Linked DNA regions of Mus musculus: regions 2 and 3 are each linked to region 1. A link is a contact called in public HiCAR-type and HiChIP or PLAC-seq data. All regions are on one chromosome and are shown on one strand. Each heading gives the region's core, a stretch centred on a gene start, on an enhancer-like site or on the middle of the called end of the contact. The rest is flanking DNA. Distances are from core to core; before and after follow the strand shown. Region 1 has its middle 28 kb from the start of Ube2q1. Region 2 overlaps Dcst2 (DC-STAMP domain containing 2). Region 3 holds the start of Efna4 (ephrin A4).

Region 1 (2,826 bases), core at 265-2,764:
GAGCGATGCCTCTTGCTCTCTTTCTCCCCGCTGCTGAGGGGGAGGGGGTTCTCCCCCTTCTAAAGAACTACACAGCCCTCTCCGTGTCTGCAGAGTCCGAAACAGGGGGCGCCGCAGTGACTACTTCCTTGTCTGGTTTGGAAAGCTGCTCCCCCTCTGTCCACTCTGGTTGGTATGTGGATGGTGTAGGTGAAACACTTGGCAAAGTGGCATCTCGGAACGCGCCACGCCACCTTTAACCCTCTGGCTTAGCAGCCAAGGGGGTCGGCTCCATCGGGTCCTAGTGCCAATGTCCTGTGGCCAGGGGCGTCTGTCCTTGTGCTGTTTTCTTACCTGAGATAGGCTATAGAGCTCTCTCAGACTTAGCTACCTCTGAGTGTGACCTCTCTTCAGGACAGGGTCTCACTATGTAGTCCAAACTGACCTTGAACTCAGTCTCCCCACTGCTGGAATTTCAGACACATGCCTAGCCTCATTTTTATTTCCAAGTAATAAAAGTTCTTTGAGTTTTGAGGGTGGTGTGTATTAAAGAAACACAAAGTTACAAATAGGCTATTTATGGTTAAAAAATATTTACTTCTAGTTCCTGAGGCACAGCTACTCCTGAGTCAAATTCTGTCACGTGGGTCCAGAAACTGCCCTGGATCTCCCCTTGACTGACTCCTAGAAGTTGTTCTCTGCCTCCCACATGCAAGTAAGTGGTGGGCCATGCATGGACGGACGGACGGACACATACACACACACACACACACACACACACACACACACACACACACACACGCCAAACAAACAAGGTTTTCTTTAAAAGAATACCTGGATTACAGAATGAGTTCAAGACCAGTTTGGGCATCTCATGGAAGCCCGCTTTCAACATAATAAGTAAGAGAAGAATTCTATGCCCTGGGTTTAGCCCCCAGTACTGGAAAGCAAAGTCAGGAATAGTGGCACACGCCTTGGATCTCAGGGCTGCAGGGGCGGGGTCAGGGGCTGGGGCTTTCTCTGAGGTTTGAGGCCAGTCTGGTCCACCATAGTTGAGTTCCAGACCAGCCAGAGCTACATAGTGAGACCCTGTCTCACACTTCCCATGCCCACTCCCATCCATTTGGGTGGAGCACTTGCTGTCAGGATGCCTATGGTCAGTCTGAGCTCGTAGCTTGGGCTCTCTGGAGTCTCAGATGGAGTAGTTCAGGGTGCTTTGCTTCCTATAGCCAGCCACACAGTGTCCTTAGTGCTGCATACTGACTGGCTCAGGCCCTTTGTCTCTCTCTGGATCTGTTCTCATAAAGGTCTCCTAGAATATGCCCTGTACTTGAATTTCTTAGAATTTGGCCCAAGCAGAGGTCATTTCAAGATGTTTGGGACCTCTCTATGGCTCCTTCTCTCTGGAGCACTCTCCCACAAATTCCTGTTACTGGACCTGCTTTTGTTGTCCTGCAAGGGTCTCTGTAGTCATTATAGGCTCTGCCAGCCTGTACTATGGATGGGAAAGTCCCCAGGCTAAAAGTCACTGTGAGGGTGGAGCTCAAGAGCCCTTTTCCTGTGGAAATTGCCCTCTGCAGTCTGTACAACAAACTTCAGCGTTGTGTGTGGGAGGAGTTAAATTCAGTCATGTGGGTCCAGAAACTGCCCCGGATCTCCCCGTGATTTCTCTTGGTCAGATGTGAGTTCCTAATGCTTTTAAATTAGGAATAAGTCATCAGGAGAGGTGTACAGAATCCCACCCATTTGGGAATCTAATATTCCTAGATCAACAACCCATGGGCTAAAAAGGAAATGAAACAAAAACGTTAAAATACTTAAAACAGAACAACAAAAGGCTCTAGCTTATGAGAAGTTTTTGACACATAATGAAAGCAGACATAATGAGGGGAGAGGCCCAGTTTTAACAAGGGAAGCTTGAAAATTAATGAGTGGATTGAAAAGTAGATTAACAAATAAGATATAAATTCAAAGAGAGAAGTAATGATGCTATTGAAAATGGTTTTGTTTGAAAAAATTAAAAAATTATGTTATAAGCTGTGCTTGGGTACAGGACTATAATGCTAGCTACGTAAGAGGCTATGGCAAGAGAAGCACAAGTTCAAGGACAGCTTTAGCTGCAGAAGGAGTTCAAGGCCAGCCTGGACCACTTAGTAAGACCTTATCACAAAAAAAGGGGAAAGGCTGAGGGTGCCTCTCAGGGATTGAGTTTTGCTTTGGAATGTTCTGGGAAGTCCCTGGGTTTTACACCCCCCACACACACACACACCCCACCCCACCCCCACAACACTCACACAAGTGCCGCAGACCCTTTTTGGTCCCTGTCTGCGTAGAACCGGTCTCTGGTTACATGTGGACAAGGAGTCAACAAATGACAGACAAAAATCAACACAAGAGGTTGTGTAGAATCTGAATGTATTGTCACAAAGTGAACACCAGTCTTATATAATACAGAAAACAAAGGGGTAGGATGTCACAGCAGGCAAAGCACATTGAAGTTACCTGACACAAAACAAAGGAATGACTTCAAAAGGACTTCCAGGAACCAGGTAATGTTTACAGTAAAGATAAAACAGCCCTGTCTAGGGTCAGCTAATGACAGGTAAGGATTTCACACCCTAGTCACAATTTGTGCTACTCCTTTGAGCCTTGTGAAAGCTTGCACCAGGGGATTCTGCTCTAGCAGACCTTCTCATGAATAATGTAACACTACAAACCCCCTATTTCCTAGGCCTTGGTAAATTCTTGTATCAGTTTAACTTGGCTGTTGTTTTAAGTATCTGTGGAGAATCTCCATTTGTCAGAAGAATTCACCAACTTGCTTCTAACATGCAGTGTAGCCTGCTA
Region 2 (2,955 bases), core at 109-2,608, 420 kb after region 1:
CACTGCCCAGCCCGCTTCCTGCATAGCTACGACCTCAAGAACCACATGCACCTGCACACCGGGGACCGGCCCTATGAGTGCCACCTGTGCCACAAGGCCTTCGCCAAGGAGGACCACCTGCAGCGCCATCTCAAGGGTCAGAACTGCCTGGAGGTGCGCACCCGAAGGCGCCGCAAGGATGACGTGGCAGCCCCTCACTACCCACCGCCCTCGACCACCACCTCATCCCCTGCTGGCCTCGACCTTTCCAATGGCCACCTGGACACCTTCCACCTCTCTCTGGCTCGATTCTGGGAGCAGTCGGCCACCACGGGACCCCCAGTCACTACACAAGGGCCCCCTGAGGAGGAGGAAGAGGAAGGGACACCCACCACACCACAGGCCGAAGGTGCCATGGAGTCCTCTTAAAAGAGGGATGAATGGGCAGGCTGGAACAGCCTGGGACACCACGCCAAGCAACGGGGAGCACATAAAACAAGTGGTATCGGGGTCGGGGGTGCTGAACCTTGTTGGTATCAGAATCGAACGCCTCTTCCCCCCAGAGCCTTCATTCCAATTACAAGCTGAGGTTTTGGGGCACAAGCTCTCTAGATTGGGGTGATCACCCAAGGAGTTAAACATGAAATATATGTCTGTTTGTCTGTCTGTGTGTGTATATATATATGTGTGTGTGTGTGCACGCGCGTGTGTGTGTTACACACACTCTCTGCACACACACACATATATATACACACACAATAAAGGTGGGTCCCTGTCCCCAGCCACTACTGGGGAATTGAAGCAATAATCTATCTCTGATTTGTGGGGTCCCACTTCGGCTATGCGGGTTTCTAGGAGGCTGGGGCTTAGGACCAAATCCTTGCTCTACTCCCATGCCCCCTGGGTTTTGGCTGTGAAGGGGTGGACTGCCCCTCCCTTCCGAGACCCCTCCTTCCTGGTTTCTGTTCCTTTTTCCTGGCCGTAAATTATGCAAAGGGGGGTGGCAAAGGAAGGGTAAGAGGGGGGAAACAAGGTAGAGGCTTGAAAGACTGGGGTGGCGGCGGTGGGGACTGGGCCTGTAAGGACGGAGCCATCCCAGTCCCCCTCCACCCAGTTCCAACGCTGAGTCATGGGGTCCTGGAGAAGAGGAGGGCAGGGTGGCCTGATTGGCTCGCCCGCCCCTGGGGGTAGCAGAAGGTCTCCGCCCAGCTAAGGGAGCTCTCCACCTCTTCCCTCCCGCGTCCCGGGGCAGGGAATGTCTTGTTCCTGGCGCTCCCTCCCTGGGGCCAGAGGGCAGGGCGGGCCGGGCGTCTTACCCTCTTCTCCTCCCTACCTCCCCGCCCAGGTGCAAGCGGGAGCCGCCTCTGCTGCTTGCTGCCCCTGACTCACGCCGCCCCCGGGCTGGCGGGCGCTGGGTGTGGGATGGGGTGAGGGGTTGAGGTAGCCTTGTAGGGAGCGGACAAGCTAGCGCCATCTGGTGGCCATGCCCTGTAAGGGCGAGCGCTACCCCCCAACCCCACCCCCCAGCGACCACTTTTCATGAGCTAGGGTCACACCCAGCCATCTAGGCCTGTGAACGGGTGCCCCCTTGCCAACATGGTGGCTAGGCAAGGCAACTCACTTGCCCCTGGGAAAAGTGAGCTGCGGAGCAGACCCAGAGGTAAGGGAACCTTTCCTCAGACCTTGCCTGGCACTCTTAGGACTGAGTCCACCCCCGTTCTGTACATAGCCTCTTCTGATGGTCTTGTTGAAATCCAATTTCACATTTTTAACTATCAGTTTTCCTGGGGTGGGGAAGAGTCTTCACCCCACCCCTTCCTCGCTGGGTGCTGGACCCCCATTGCGGCCTGGGCTCTGCCTTGCACTATTTACCCCTTTGGCCTAGTGGCCCTTCCCCCTCCTGGAAAGGGGCAGGTTCAGGGGCCCGGTGCTCTCCTCTCCCCATGCACCTCCATGCCCATTTGCACAGCTGCCCAGGTACCCCCAACAGTGGGGAAGGGCCACACAGGGAGGGGTGGCGGGACCAGTCCCTGTATCTATTTAAAAAGTGATGATGTAATATATTAGGAGGGAGGTCAGGTACCCTGGGCCTCATCTTAGCATTTCAGGTGATAGGGGAGCCCAGGGCTGGAGAAACCTGGGGCTTAGTCCCAGAGAGTGGAGACAGTGGCCTCCACTCTCTCTCCTTGTGGCTTCCCCACTCAGTGCCTTAGTGGGGGAACGCATTCCCCTCCCCCATTCCCTTCATCTACCCCTGCCCCTGCCTCGGGTGTAAGTGACAGGAAGAAATAATAATAATTTAAGATTCATATTTGTGTCCACTTTTGGTTCCTTTATTGGGGGAGGGGGGCGGCAGTGGGAGGGGTCGGGAGGGTCTGAGGCTGGGGAGGGGTCTTGTTTGGGGACAGGGATTTCCGAAGTGGTGCCTGGGGTTCTGGGAGAAAGGGGAGGCCCACAAAGCCAGATGAGCTTCTGGGAGATGCTGTGGACGCTTCCTCTGAAGTCACTGCTTTCTGTCCTGGTTCCTGGGAGGAGAGGAAGGACCAGTAAACTCAAAGTCACTGGTGGGTAACCTCTGCCACCGTCCCAGCTCGGGCCCTAACTGCCGCCCTTCTGGCATCCATCCCAGTTCTTCCTTTCCTCTCTTCTTTGTTTTTATAACTCTGTCTCTGTTTTGTTGAGACGGGGTTTCTCTGTGTAGCCCTGTCCCTGTAGACCAGACTGGTCTCAAACTCACAGATCCGCCTGCCTCTGCCTCCCAAGTGCTGGGATTAAAGGCGTGCACTACCACCTAGTGCTCTGAGGACCTGGCAACTGGAATACCTCTCTCCAACCCAGCCAGGGTATCAGCAAATTGCCCCGACTGCTCAAAGGCGATTGTCTCTGTTCCCGAAATTACTCATCCGTTCTTCTCTCCTACCGACCCAGAAAAAGACTTCAACTCTCAAACTCGTGGCTACCATATTTACAAGAGGA
Region 3 (2,926 bases), core at 180-2,679, 460 kb after region 1:
AGTTCTCCCCAGCAATGCTGCTCAGCCCCCACCACAGCTAGAGACAAATGACCTAAGTCGTCAGACCTGCATCCCCACCCTCTGACCAGTGGCTGGGAAAATGGATCTAACTGGTGTTCTCAGAGCCCTGAGCCTGGGTGGAGCAGGGCAGCGGCTGCTTGGATTCCAAGGCTTCACACCTGCCTCCTCCACTTCCCTGCCCCCACCTGAAGGTTCCAGAACAAAGGTGCTTTGTGCTTTGTACTGATTGCTACCACCTCATCATTTAGACCTCAGGACTGAGGACTCCTGGGAGAGAGGTGTGTGCGGATAAGGGGCAGGCTGTGTCCCACAATGGTCACCCAGCACGATGCTCTAGAGGAATGTCAGGGGTGTCCCCAGAGCCACTTCAGTCCTTCCCCTTGTACCATCTGCGTGTGCAAAGCAAAAGAACAATGCATGGAAGGTAATTCTGCTTCAGCCTCCAAAAGTATCTGGGGTATCAGGTGCTGGCCATCATGTGTGTGTGTGTGTGTGTGTGTGTGTGTGTGTGTGTGCGCGCGCGCGCGCGCGCACGGCACCTATGTACACACTTTCCTACCCCCAAATAGGAACTTGCTGTGTGCTGACTAGAATGCTGGATTCTTCTATGGGTGTACTTCATGTGCCATCCAGCTCTGACCTCCCAGACTTCAATGAGGCTTTCTACCTTGAACCAATGAAGACACAAAGGACAAGATCTAAACATAAACCGAACCGGCCCTCTTAGGTGGTGCTGCATGAACCCCGTGGCTGTAATCCCAGCACTGGAGAGGATAGAGCAGGAGGATCATTGCCAGTCTGAGGCCAGCCTGGCTTATAATAGAAGTTCCAAGCCAGCCAGACTTTAGTGTTAAGACCCTGTTTTAAACAAAATAAAGTACAACATAGGATTTGAAAGAAGACAGCCTTGGTAAAGTGCTTACCTGAGTTTGGATAACCAGCACCCGTGTAAAAAGCCCTAAGTTTAGTGGTTTATTTCTGTAACCCCTCCGTGGGTGGGAGGGGTGAGGTGGGGCTAGGAAACAGGAGCACCCCCTCCTACCCCGACCCCAAGCTTACAGGACTGCAAGCCAAGCCAATCAGGGTTCAGTGAGAGACCCTGTCTCAAAAAATAAGGTGGAGAAGGAATAGAAGCGCCGACACGTACACACACATAGAAAACCAAAACCCTCAAGCATTAAGTCCTTAGTGGAATATCCACCATGCCACCCTCTTCCAGCACAGTGAGATAACAAAGGGACGCTTTGGCTAACCTGGAGCGCTCGGGGCACAGGAAGCACAAAGGGTTAACAAGAGTTGGCGCTGAGTAGAGAGGCGGAGACAAGTTTTCATTGGTGGAAAGTTACCCAGGGCTGTGGTCTAGGAGCCTCCACACCCCTCCTCCGTTCCGTACCCCCCACCCCCCTCCACTTTTGTACCTTTCTCGCCGGGACAGAGAAGTGGGCCGGGACCAGCCGGGCCAGACCAGACTGGACCCCAGGGGCGATGCGGCTGCTGCCCCTGCTGCGGACTGTGCTCTGGGCCGCGCTGCTCGGCTCGCGCCTGCCGGGGTGCTCCAGCCTCCGCCACCCAATCTACTGGAACTCCTCTAACCCCAGGTAGCACGGCCGAGCGAGGCGAGAGCCGAGCTGGGCCCGCGCGCTCCCAGGCTGTGCGCGCGCCCGCTGCTCGCCTTTTTGCAAGGCGCTGTCTGAGCCCTGCCCAGCCGCGCGATGGGGCTCCTTTGTTTGAGCCGGCGGGGGAGGGGCGAGGCGTGCCCGGGGGTCCCCCCCCGCCCGAACGTGTGTGTGGGGGCGAGCGGACCACCCTAGTCCTGAGGGTGGTCGGTTGGAGTCTGAGAGCAGGGAGCTGAGGGGGCCTGGGCCCCGTATTCCGGGTCCCGCCCCCCTTTTCTAGGGAGCCCAAACCTCCGGCGGGGCAGGAGCTGGGGTGGACCGCTGAGAACCAGGGAGGGATTTTTACCCAAGTGAAAGAACGTTGAGTTCCTCTCTGGTTCTGAGAGCCTCTCGGGCCCCTGGATATCTCTGCTTCCATCTTGATCTTATTTCTGTCCAATCCTGGCCCTGTTCTTCCATCTGATTCACCTGTGGGCCAGTCATTTGACCTTGCTCACCTCAGTTATGTCATCTACAAAATGGGCTAATAATACCCAGTACCCTGGGAAGCAAGTGGACTGACTGAGGTCAGGCTTGTGGAAAGGAGTGCCGCTGTACAGATTTCAATGCTTATTTCTTCCCCTCTGCTGAGCTGGCTGCCTTTGAACCTCGGTATTTTTTGCTGTTTGCATCCTGCTTCCCATTCCTCCCTGCCTCTCTGCCTTCCCCATCTGTTTTCCTTTCTGATTTTCTACTTCAGACAATCTGTGGCTCTGTTCATTTATTCACTAACATTTGATAAGCACATACTCTGTGTGTGTGTCAAGACCAGTGCTGAGCTGCTGGGCTTTACCAATGAAACCCTGCCCCGTGGGAGGCCACAGCCCCCCAGGGAGGGCAGGCCTAAAGATAGTCATTCCAATACCAATACCGGGTGATAAGCGCTATTGTCCTGGACTCTGACTTCTTCTATCTCAGTTCCAGACCAGTCCCTCAGCCCCCAGCTCTTGTGTTTCTAGTTCATTCACCAAATTCACAAGTATTTCCTGAGCTCTGGCTTGGCAGGGGGTGTTTCTCCACACCCAGTGTGATGAAGCATACAAAGATCCTATCTCCCCTCTGTTCCTGGTTCCTTCTCTGGCTAGTGGTCAGAGCCTAGCCCAGGAATCCTTCTAATCAAGAGTCGACACAGCAGGTGGTTCTTGGCCACCCACTGAAGGATGTTTAGAGGCCTTTTCTAAATCATGCTTTGTTGTGTGCGTGCCTGTGTTGGACTCATTCGGTATGTGGTGCTTGGGGGGTGGCCTGTC

Evidence for each region. HiCAR-type assays count read pairs that join an accessible place to other places. HiChIP or PLAC-seq counts read pairs in DNA pulled down with a chosen protein or histone mark.
Region 2: a contact with region 1 is called in a HiCAR-type map of embryonic stem cells, with 2.4 times the contacts expected there. The contact joins two enhancer-like sites. A contact is called at or near these places in 1 of 39 promoter capture datasets (embryonic stem cells) and 2 of 115 datasets of contacts at active chromatin or transcription factors (embryonic midbrain and embryonic stem cells).
Region 3: a contact with region 1 is called in an H3K4me3 HiChIP or PLAC-seq map of embryonic stem cells, with 4 times the contacts expected there. The contact joins the promoter of Efna4 here to the enhancer-like site in region 1. A contact is called at or near these places in 2 of 39 promoter capture datasets (embryonic stem cells and pre-B cells) and 9 of 115 datasets of contacts at active chromatin or transcription factors (craniofacial prominence, embryonic basal ganglia, embryonic forebrain and 4 more).

Annotation. Positions count from the first base shown.
Region 1 is chr3:89,800,384-89,803,209 of GRCm38.p6, reverse strand. No RefSeq gene overlaps it. Among named protein-coding and RNA genes, the nearest start is that of Ube2q1, 28 kb to the right of the region's middle. Within about 2 kb of position 1,514, at least 68 of the 459 cell types and tissues checked have an H3K27ac peak or open chromatin away from gene starts, as enhancers often do. A contact at or near this core is called in embryonic stem cells, where this site is marked.
Region 2 is chr3:89,376,979-89,379,933 of GRCm38.p6, reverse strand. It overlaps Dcst2 (DC-STAMP domain containing 2), which reads right to left. Exons shown (of 15, transcript NM_001370853.1): 15 at 2,291-2,504. The coding sequence ends at 2,483. Zbtb7b (zinc finger and BTB domain containing 7B) reads left to right here. Exons shown (of 3, transcript NM_009565.5): 3 at 1-2,290. The coding sequence ends at 408. Among named protein-coding and RNA genes, the nearest start is that of Dcst2, 13 kb to the right of the region's middle. Within about 2 kb of position 1,358, at least 281 of the 459 cell types and tissues checked have an H3K27ac peak or open chromatin away from gene starts, as enhancers often do. A contact at or near this core is called in embryonic stem cells, where this site is marked.
Region 3 is chr3:89,336,531-89,339,456 of GRCm38.p6, reverse strand. It overlaps Efna4 (ephrin A4), which reads left to right and starts at 1,429. Exons shown (of 4, transcript NM_007910.2): 1 at 1,429-1,619. The coding sequence starts at 1,507.